Linked DNA regions of Mus musculus: all the other regions are linked to region 1. Evidence: chromatin contacts called from public HiChIP or PLAC-seq data. All regions are on one chromosome and are shown on one strand. The core of a region is the stretch at or near the end of the contact, and the rest is flanking DNA. Distances in the headings are between cores, read along the strand shown.

Region 1 (3,406 bases), core at 378-2,877:
CAAAACTAATGCTGGCAACCTTGGTATATTTACTTTCAGAAGCTTTTAACGTAACTGGTTTAAAATGTACCGTGATAGCGTCATTTTGTGGTGTTGGTCGAACACTCTGCGAAGAAAACAAACCTGTTATTTTAGTCTAGTAGTTTAGGTAGAAAGAAAAGCATACACAAACGTAAGGCGTAATACTAGTAGCTGTAAGTGAAATAAGACAAGAGCAAAGCCCGACTTTCACAAGAACACTGTATGAAATGCAGTGATGGCAAAGTATGAGATGACTAAGTATGACACCTCAGGACGAACTCACACATGGGAAACCTAAAGGTCTCCTTCTCTACATGAAAGCCTACTTTCTAAGATAAGAGGACAAGAAGATATCTCAAGACTCATCCATCTTGAAGAAAGCCACACACAAAGGTGCCCTGAAACTGTGTCCTAGTAGGAAGAGTGAGCACACCTCAGGGCACTGTGACCCCATGTGGCCTCTGCAGTGTTTCTCCCCAGCTTGGCAGGGTAAGCACGGTCCACTGTCAAAGGGTAAGGCTGCACTCTAGTGAGCACTAGGGACTGAGGCTCACTACAGAGGCACTGAACTTGGAAGTGAGGCTCGGATGCTTACAACTTAGGAAATCAGGTCTATCTACACAAACTTAAAGTTAAGACAAACAAACAAATAAACAAACACCCCACTAAATGGTGTATTTTTAGTATATATTTAAATTGAACACTTTATAAGGTTTATTTTTTTAAATTATCCTCAATGATACAAATCATTTTAACTGAAAGAATTCAAAGATATCAATTCTATCCGCACTGTTCTAATAAAGAGAGCCTCGGGCTGGTGAGATGGCTCAGTGGGTAAGAGCACCCGACTGTTCTTCCGAAGGTCAGGAGTTCAAATCCCAGCAACCACATGGTGGCTCACAACCATCCATAACGAGATCTGACTCCCTCTTCTGGAGTGTCTGAGGACAGCTACAGGGTACTTACATATAATAAATAAATAAATAAATAAATAAATAAATAAATAAATAAATAAGCAAATCTAAAAAAAAAAAAAAGAAAGAAAGCCTCAGAGTATAACGCAATGTTTCAACAGTCGGGTACCGAGAGGACTGAAGCCAGGCTCCTGACTCGGTACAGGGCCACTTGTCTGACATCCTGGTATACAAATTGCACAGTAACCTTAATTCTAAGTATCAAATCATTGGGGCTGTGTGAACTTGACATCAAAGCCCACTTATCCCCCCCCCTCCCCCCAGGACAATCCTCCACCTGTGAAGCTCATGCCTGCTTCACGGCCGGCAGGGCACTAGATTCCTCCCCAGTCGAGGCTGATCCTTATAAAGGAGAACTCTTCCCAGTCTGAGCATCAAATGTGAGTCCCTTGAAGCCACAACAGAAGTGAGAAGAATATGAAAAAGGACACTGGCCTGCAGCCTGGTGCTTGCTATGGCAGGGACTTAAGAAGATTAGAGTAACTCCAGGGCCTGCCAGGGCAGCTCACTCTCCCACGCACTGCCATTAGCCCTGGGGGCTAGCAAGACCTCACAGGCTGGGGCACCCTAAGGACTGCTCCCTCCCTCCCGCAGAAGCACTGCTGGAATCCTTGCACCTCTGCTCTCCCAGCATGAGCTTCTCATCTGCTTCACTGTGCGCTGAAGACTGGGCTGGGAACCAGAAGATCTGCTCACAGCAATTCCTTACTTATCAATAAGCTTACTGTTAGTAGCAACCGTCTAAAACACAGACCTCTCCATCCCCTCAAGCATATGTAAGCATTTTGAGAGTAAACAAAGAACAGCTAGAACTGTGAGCTAAGCTGCAAATGGAAGGAAGTTTCTTTTGCTTTTATTGCACGATTTTACCACCCGAGCAAGGGAAGCCACGGAGCACACGTGGCAGGCAGGCAGGCAGCAGGAGTGCAGCTGGAGCCCCAGCTGCTCGTGGCCACACTCAGGCTCACTTCCCCACCTGTGAGAATTTCTCTAGGGTATGATCTGTCTGCGGAGCTAGAGAGCTGGCCTTGTGAGCTGAGGCCTCAGAGGGCTTTCCTTCACTGTCTACCTTGTGAGACAGCAACAATGGAAGCACGGCCATGTCCAGACATGCTCCCTTGCTGCAGCGGTTCCTGAGGGGCCACACCGTAGCATGCTCTCTGTGGTAGCAGCCTTGCAAAACCGTACCAGAAAGAACAAGTCATGTTTTTTTGCTGAGATACAGTTGTTATAAGCAGGAAGATCTTAAAATACATGTTGAAAAAAAATGATTCTTTCACTTCAAATGCAATACTTTAAGCATTGCCAAATGAGAGAGAGAATTTACATTCAGAGTTATCACTGCAAAACATACTGCACTAATAGTGAACAAATGTAAAGTTGGTGAGCCACTTTACACAAGGAGTCTGAACTGTGCACTCTTAAAAATAAACCTGAATCATCAGGTAAAACTCATTTGTCTAAGGAAATAACAAATAAATAAATAACAAACAAAAATCACAATAAAATACTTAAAGTTCATTCAGGTAACTTAAGATGAAAAAATTATTCAAAATCATTGCCTTGTAATGAACTTATTTATACTAGCCACTTTAGTACTAGTTACTAACTACTGCTAATTCAAAGATGACTTAAGAAATGGGAAAGCAGGGCTGGAGAGATGGCTCAGTGGTTAAGAGCACTGACTGATGATCTTCCAGAGGTTCTGAGTTCAATTCCCAGCAACCACCTGGAGGATCAAAACATCTGTAATGGGATCTGATGCTTGCATCTATTCTTAATACATGTTTAGTCTTTTCTCATGATATTCAGGTCAAACTAGCACTCAGTAATTATGTCAGGTGTGGTGTGCATGCCTATAATCCCAGTACCTAGGAAGCTGAGGTAGATCTCTGTGAGTTCAGAGCCACGTGTGAGACCTTGGTTTTTTGTCTTTTTTTAAAAAAAAGATTCCAAGACATATTGAGCAGTCAGAGCATGCCAACAAGCGAGGGGAAACCGGCTAGTACATAGCAACTGGATATTTTGTGTATACATTCACTAGAGCAAATGTCAAGCTGATACAAATGGCTCCCACTCATCAACTACCAAGGAAGCTCATGCAAGCCTCCCTTTGAAGATATCTGAGGCACATGGGTGTCATGATATCAGGAAGGCTGTTTTCTCAGTTACATGACAGACAGGAGGGCCTGAATGTGGGCCTTCTGTGCATGGTCAGGGGATCACATCTGGAGCTCCCTGAATTGCTATCACACACTGGGAAGGACCACAGTGTTTAAAGAGAGAATAGATCTTGGAAGAGAAATGAATAAAATACACATTAACATTCAGCACAGCCTAACTGGAGGAAAATGACTTCTCTAAAGACACACCAGGCTCTAATCTTGTTATACTATGTGAAAGAAATGCTG
Region 2 (3,406 bases), core at 393-2,892, 340 kb after region 1:
CCCCCTGCTCCCCTCCCCCCCTGAAGTATTTAACTCTTTACTGGACGATTTCCTTTTGGATAGTTTCTATTGTTTTGTTTTGTTTTTCAGTTTTAGCCTTTTCCTCGTGCTTTTGTGACTCCCACGGTGCATCAGGTGAAGTATTTTGTTAGAACGCTGTCTTAGGAGTGGCCTTTGAGGACCAGAGCGTGAACACTGGTACTATTAAGTAGCTGTTGCTAGTATACAGCACTCCTTTCTGGCTGTGTGTAGGAACTTATAGATGAGGGGTTGTCCTTCCAGAATCATCCTAAGGTCTAAATAGTTTCCAGATAGCCATCAAACAAAAGTCCGAGAGCCATTCTGAGACAACTGGCCTTCAGAATTTCTGTCAGTTAGTTTCAGCATCTGTCAAATGAGGCGAGTTTGCCTGGTTTTAACTCCACATATATATGTGTGTGTGTGTGTGTGTGTGTGTGTGTGTGTGTGTGTGTGTGTGTGTGTGTGTGTATATATATATATATATATATATATATATATATATATATATATATAAAATTCTTGTGAGATTGTTTTAATTCCATTTTTATCAATGCCAACTAATCTGACCTCATAGTCTACTAGTAGGGCCAAGATCCCAGTAAAAAAAACTTTGGTGGAAACAAAGCTCAAGGAAGCAAAGGCCAGGTTACAGTCCTTTTAAGAACCTACAGTGAACGAAATATCCATCATCCACGCAAGTCATTTCAACCTCTTCATACATATGCATAGTCTCATTTCAAATTCTCTTAGCAAAGGGCAATGACTTGGAACAATGGCTAGAAGTTAGAGAAGAAGACGCTTTCAACTCCTAAGACCCCCCCTCCCAGAGTTTACTGATGTGTAGCAGTAACAACAGTCCTTCCCATGGGATCTATGAAGAATGGCCACGTGTGTTCCGAAGGCCGTGGTCACTCTGCTTGGCCCACGATCGAGTTGGAGACCCAAGGCTTTTCCATGCTCTGTGCTGAAGCCAGTTACCACTCTCTATAGCTATCCCTTTGGCTCTTGAACTTGGGACAGCATCATGGTTTTCCTGAAGGTAACATAAGGAGATGGGCTATAACACTGTGTACAGGGAGCCTGGGCTTGTTTTCACCCCCAGGCTTCCATCCCTGGCTGGCTGCAGAGGAGATGTAAGACCTTAACCATTATGCTTCCCAGTCTGGTAAGCATCCTGCAGATTCTGTGCTCCAGTGTCTAATGATTCCCCCTGCGATCCATAATCCACCAGCTTTCTGACATCCCCAGAGGTAGATGCTTGGCTCACTGACCACGAAAGGAAAGAAGAAACCTTAAGACTAAAATTCCTGAAACCTCACTTTACCAGAACCACTATGTTATCAGGATCACACATTTTAAACTCTATACTCCCCCAAGGTTGAGCTGTGAGGGGCCTCAGAAAATTTTCTCTGACTTTCCGTAGGCTCCATGGGAGCCCGGTCTAGGAAAGCTCAAATGTACTGTTTTCAGCATCTCCCTAAGAAACGCAGGCTTTTCCCACAGCAAAGCCTCCAGAATCCACAACTAGAAAGATCCAAGGCACTCTTTATCCCCGTGGCCTTGACCACCTTGGATGATCTGGAGGCATGAAATCTCTTTCCAGTTGTGGGAACCTGTCATCGGCAGCCCTGACAAAGCCTTGGGGATTTGCCCACACAGCTGGCTGCATGTGTGTGCTTCTCATGGGCATGGCAAATGAGGAATCCGGAGTCCGTGGACTTTACATGAATGATGGATTTGGATTTGGTGTGCTGCTTTATGAAAGGCTTTGCAGACAGGGGAGAGGTGTGAGTGAGGTTGGGTAAGGTGCAACTGAGAGAGCGTGTGACTCTGAGGACCTTGTGCTAGGCTGTGACTTGGGCACTATGCATAAGAGGAATGCTGGGTAGGGAGACCTGGAAGAAAAACCTCTTTGAACTGTATAAAGTGAAGTCAGTATAGCTGAACCAGTTGTCATTCATGCATTATAGCCCATTTTGTCTGTGGTTTTTAGATTCCCTCTTGTAGAGAGTAAGAGAGATCACTTAGCCCTGCTAGTGAGCCTTTCTCGTGCCACAGTGAAAACATCAGCCTGTTTTGCTGACATCTGGATCTGGTGGGAAGCCCATCTTCTAGCACTATGAGTATTCTCTGATAGTGTAAGGCCTCCTCATGTGAAGATGGGGGAGTCACAAGTCATGGCTATGCATTGACAACATTGTCATCGGAGAAAGAGCAACAGGTGCAAACCAGCCACCTTATCCCCAGACAGCAGTGCCTTAATGTGAGCTAAGTTCTGCAACATGGATAGGTGTGAAGGCCTCAGTGGGCCAAATTCTCAGACAGACTGGCAGGTGGAAAGGAGGGTGAGAGAGGAGAGGAGAGAGGAAACTCAGCCACCACCTCAATGCACCACAGCAGCTAGAGTTCTCAGCATAGGGCGCTGCCCAGGAACTCCAGTCACATCAGGGGACATCAAAGGAAGGAGGAAGTCGTATAAATGCATGCACACGCACACACACACACACACACACTCAAACACCCCACAAATAACAAAAAAATTCTCTGACTGGTTGGTAACTTGTTCCAGCATGAGCTCTCACCTCCAGTGATCCCCAAGGTGGCAGAAGCCACACCCACGTTGTTCCTTTACTGTCTAAAGGCGTCCCTCCTCACTGGAGGGTTCTCACTGGATAGATCCCAGCATTCTCTGGCTTCCAAGGTGCTCTTTGTGCCTAGGCACAGATGCTGCCCAAGCACCAAAAGCAGGTTTGGGGGTGGTTGTTGCCCACTGGAGGGGGAGAACTGAGTATGGAGAACTTAACTGACACAGCCCAGATAGGATGCAATCCCATTTAGCCAGTCCACAGAGAGAAGCATTAATAAATGGGCTATAGCGGCAGGAAGGTAGTCAAGAGTCAGTCACCAGGAACCACTGGGACACACAGCAGCAGCAGCAAGGGGTGGTGGAAGATGGAAACCAAGAGCAAGGAAGGGCAAAAACCCAATGCTCTGATTTTTCCCTCTGTCCTCAGCCAGTGCCTTCTGTGGTCAGCTGTTCCAGAACCTGTGAGGAAAACAGGGTCTAGTCCATGGTGGGGAGCAGTGTCTGGCTGTACAGAGCAGGCCCCTCAGAGAAGAAAAACAGAGAATGGATTTGGGGCTGAGTGAGTAGAGGCAGTACCCAGAGGTGTCGATGTGTTGAGGACTTTTCCTAAAGACTCAGAGTTTATTTGTACACCATAATGTTGTGTGAGAAACGTGTATTAGACAGGAAACTGGTGTTGGTGGCCACGTGCCAGGCAGTGAGATCGAAGGGGCACCAGTAACACCCACATGACAGATCCCCGGGCGTCAGTGACTTTCAGTATTGAATATCTCAGACATTTTGTTTGTTTGTTTGTTT
Region 3 (3,406 bases), core at 332-2,831, 300 kb after region 1:
TGAACTAACATATTGACAAAAACATCACACACTGTGTGAGCAACTCCTATCTCAGAATTTGACCACCTGTGGAAAATACTAAGAATTTATTTTTTTACACTATATCATTTGTCTTTCTCTTTTACCCTTTCCAAAAACATGTTGTATTACTGCTTTTGTGCATAGGTGTTTGTCTGCATGTATGTCTGTTTGCCACATGCATGCCTGATACGTATGGGGGCCAGAAGAGGGCTTCAAATTCTCCTTGTTATCTTTTCAGCCACCAGAAATGGTGATGGACCACGTCAAACTCTTTCAGAACATCCCCATCTGTGCCATCTCCTTCAGTTACAACGATGAGGTTGCGAACGAGTTCTTGAAGGAGCTTGCTGCCTTGACCGGAGGCGAGTTCCGAGCTTATAACTTTGGCTGCAAGGATCCCATTCAGGATACTCAGGTGGGAACTTGGCACACTGAGGAAATGGTTCACTCATTCATTCATTCGTTCGTGCATTCATTCATTAGAGTGTTACGAGTCTCAAAGATCAGCTCCTGAGCTGGGAGAACTGCAGCCATACACAAAACTAAGCAAAGCAGCTGGTGCAGTAATGATGCCCCAAGGTTGGTCCAAATGTGGCCTGAGGATCTCAGAACTTGTGACAATGTGAGCCTGGATCAAGGTCACAGGTACAAGCCAGGAACTCCTATCATGGCTAATGGCCCAAGGATCTTAGTAAGTTTTGTTGTGATCTTCTTCATTTTCCTCTTCCACCTCCTCCTCAGTTGTTGCTTTTGTGTGTAGGTGTTTGTTTGCGTGTATGTCTACGTGCAATATGCTTGTGCCTATGGGGGTCAGAAGAGTGCCTCAAATGCCTTGGAGTTACAGATGGTTAGCACCACAGGGCTGTTAAGAATAGACCCTGGTGCAAGGCAGAGGCAGGCAGATTTCTAAGTTCGAGGCCAGCCTGGTCTACAAAGTGAGTTCCAGGACAGCCAGGGCTACACAGAGAAACCCTGTCTTGAAACAAAAACAAAAACAAAAACAAAAACAACAAACAAAACAAAGCAAGAATAGAACCTGGGTCCTTTGCAAGAACAGCCAGCGCTCTTTAACCACTGGGCCATGTCTCCAGACCACACGTATACTGGCCTTTAACTAGCTACCTCTTAACTTCTCAAGGAATGCAACTATGTGACCATCTGATAAAATAATTCACACTGATGGGGAAAGGGGACAGAGTAACTGAAAGTATTCCCTGACCCTCTAGCCCTGGCCTGAGGATGTGATTTCAATGTTTGCCAGGTTTTTAAGGCTCCTGCTTGAGGTTCAGTTAAGGCGTGGAGACATCTGTATAGTTTAAAGGCATTGGGATTTTAATTTTTATTTATTTATTTTTTTTGCTGACTCAGTCTCTCAGCTAGTGTCCAATTCTCCGCCATTTCATCTCTCCACATGGTTCCTCAGAGCCGGACTCCAGCTCTGCTCAACTCCAGCCGAGCCTCCATTCTTCTTCCTCCTGTTTCCCTCAGCATCTCTGCCTGCCTGGAAGTCCTGCAGTACTTCCTGCCTCAGCTCCAGCTTCCAGCTGTTTATTATTCTAAAAGCCACACCCCTTACTCTGGGGTAGGCTGAGGAAGGTCACCTTCCCTTAGGGCAGCTTGGCTTCCTTGTAAAGGCAGGTGAGGAAGTGAATATTACACACCCCCTTAACCAGGCATTGCAGCTTCAAAGAACAATTGAAAACCCAAGGACAGAACATGCAACATTTGTGGGTCATCAACTCAGGGAGCTCTTCTGTAGGAAACCGTGCTTACTGCTCATTCTCCTCCGTTTTTTTTTTTTTTTTTTTTTTTTGGTTTTTCGAGACAGGGTTTCTCTGTATAGCCTTGACTGTCCTGGAACTCACTCCGTAGACCAGGCTGGCCTCGAACTCAGAAATCTGCCTGTCTCTGCCTCCCAAGTGCTGGGATTAAAGGCATGCGCCACCACTGCCCGGCCGTCATTCTCCTTCTTGTATGTAGAGACCTAGAACTGTTATCAGGACAAATCAGAGATATGAACAACTCTTGGTCTGAGGAGACTACCCTCTGAGAACCGAACCAGACAAAAGGACCTCAGGGGACTGTGCTCTGAGATCACCCTATACTAATGACAACAACCTGGTGGGGAAAGAGCTGCAGACCCTGTTGGAACAGTTGCAGGAGTTCCCATGCACAGCAAACCTGCCGACTTTTAGACAGAGGTTCAAAACAATTCCAAGAGGGAAAGACCACCTTTTCAACAAATAATTGGAACAACTGACAGTCCTCAGGCAAAACCCCAGTCTAAGTGCTGATCTTCACACACAGAGAGCACGCATGCGCAAAGTAAATCACAGGCTCCAATATATAAATTATAACAAATTATATAATATTTGTTTCCCTGTCAGCTACTCAGAGGATGAAATACAATGAAATAAACCCTGGCTTATTTTATATTATGTACTTTCTAATGTATTATCACAGTAACAGAAAGTAAACTAGAATAGCTAGCCTGGGAACTTTAATGAGACCCTGTCATAAACTTAAAGTGGGGCTGGGATATATAAGTTGGTGGTAGAGTAGTGGCCTAGCATGTAGAGTACCCAGGGTTCAAACCCCAGGGCTATAAAAACAAACAAAAAGTGTCCATCTAGAAAACCTGGGAAACACATCAGACATTCCACTGAGGAGGCCCAACAGAAGTGGGAAAGAAGCCAGGCCAGGAGGCCAGATGCCACCAGCACAGGCCAGGAGGCCAGATCCCACCAGCACAGGCCAGGAGGCCAGATCCCACCAGCACAGGCCAGGAGGCCAGATCCCACCAACACAGGCCAGGAGGCCAGATCCCACCAGCACAGGCCAGGAGGCCAGATCCCACCAGCACAGGCTAGAAGGCCAGATGCCACCAGCACAGCCCAGGAGGCTGGATCCCACCAGCACAGGCCAAGAGGCCAGATGCCACCAGCACAGCCCAGAAGGCCAGATGCTACCAGCCTTAGAGGAATACTACCTAAGCTACAGCACATGTCACTCCATGTCTGTCAGAATGGCGGAGAAAACTACATGCTGGCAGGTTGGGGAGAAACAGGGTCACTAACACATTGTTGGCTGGAGGATAAAATACAAGCCACATTGGAAAGCAGTCCGGTGGTTTCCATCAAAGCCAATGTTTAATTGCTGTAAGACCTGGTCCTTGGTGTAGCGGGCATGCATTTCAGAGAATGAAAGCTTGGATTCATATAAAGTATAGGGAGCTCTGCATCTATCAAAGCAATGGAGTTCACAGTTAAATGGTTTCCCTCAAGGTGACCCCGCCCCACATGGCTTCACTGCTGAACTGTAGAGAGGAGTAATTAATATCAGTTCAAGTGCAAGGACCTGGGTGTGGCCTCTGAGATGGGGAGAA

What was found. HiChIP or PLAC-seq counts read pairs in DNA pulled down with a chosen protein or histone mark.
Region 2: an H3K27ac HiChIP or PLAC-seq map of T-cell acute lymphoblastic leukemia shows a contact between it and region 1, with 4 times the contacts expected there. The contact joins two enhancer-like sites. A contact is called at or near these places in 3 of 39 promoter capture datasets (the HPC-7 cell line, cranial neural crest and frontonasal cranial neural crest), 1 of 484 Hi-C or Micro-C datasets (bone marrow-derived macrophages), 3 of 115 datasets of contacts at active chromatin or transcription factors (T-cell acute lymphoblastic leukemia and embryonic stem cells) and 3 of 9 other capture datasets (adipose tissue, embryonic stem cells and liver).
Region 3: a contact with region 1 is called in an H3K27ac HiChIP or PLAC-seq map of embryonic stem cells, with 4 times the contacts expected there. The contact joins two enhancer-like sites. A contact is called at or near these places in 2 of 15 datasets of contacts at CTCF or cohesin (large pre-B cells and stem cell-derived epiblast-like cells), 5 of 484 Hi-C or Micro-C datasets (the HPC-7 cell line, bone marrow-derived macrophages, cardiomyocytes and 1 more), 5 of 115 datasets of contacts at active chromatin or transcription factors (T-cell acute lymphoblastic leukemia, astrocytes and embryonic stem cells) and 2 of 9 other capture datasets (embryonic stem cells and pancreatic islet).

The regions. Positions count from the first base shown.
Region 1 is chr1:36,829,569-36,832,974 of GRCm38.p6, forward strand. Tmem131 (transmembrane protein 131) reads right to left here. Exons shown (of 41, transcript NM_018872.2): 12 at 1-106. Among named protein-coding and RNA genes, the nearest start is that of Zap70, 69 kb to the left of the region's middle. Within about 2 kb of position 1,628, at least 82 of the 459 cell types and tissues checked have an H3K27ac peak or open chromatin away from gene starts, as enhancers often do. A contact at or near this core is called in T-cell acute lymphoblastic leukemia and embryonic stem cells, where this site is marked.
Region 2 is chr1:37,166,474-37,169,879 of GRCm38.p6, forward strand. The region is part of intron 22 of Vwa3b (von Willebrand factor A domain containing 3B); the gene reads left to right. Among named protein-coding and RNA genes, the nearest start is that of Gm37020, 18 kb to the left of the region's middle. Within about 2 kb of position 1,643, at least 4 of the 459 cell types and tissues checked have an H3K27ac peak or open chromatin away from gene starts, as enhancers often do. A contact at or near this core is called in T-cell acute lymphoblastic leukemia, where this site is marked.
Region 3 is chr1:37,128,625-37,132,030 of GRCm38.p6, forward strand. Vwa3b (von Willebrand factor A domain containing 3B) reads left to right here. Exons shown (of 28, transcript NM_001370828.1): 14 at 260-436. Among named protein-coding and RNA genes, the nearest start is that of Gm37020, 20 kb to the right of the region's middle. Within about 2 kb of position 1,582, at least 11 of the 459 cell types and tissues checked have an H3K27ac peak or open chromatin away from gene starts, as enhancers often do. A contact at or near this core is called in embryonic stem cells, where this site is marked.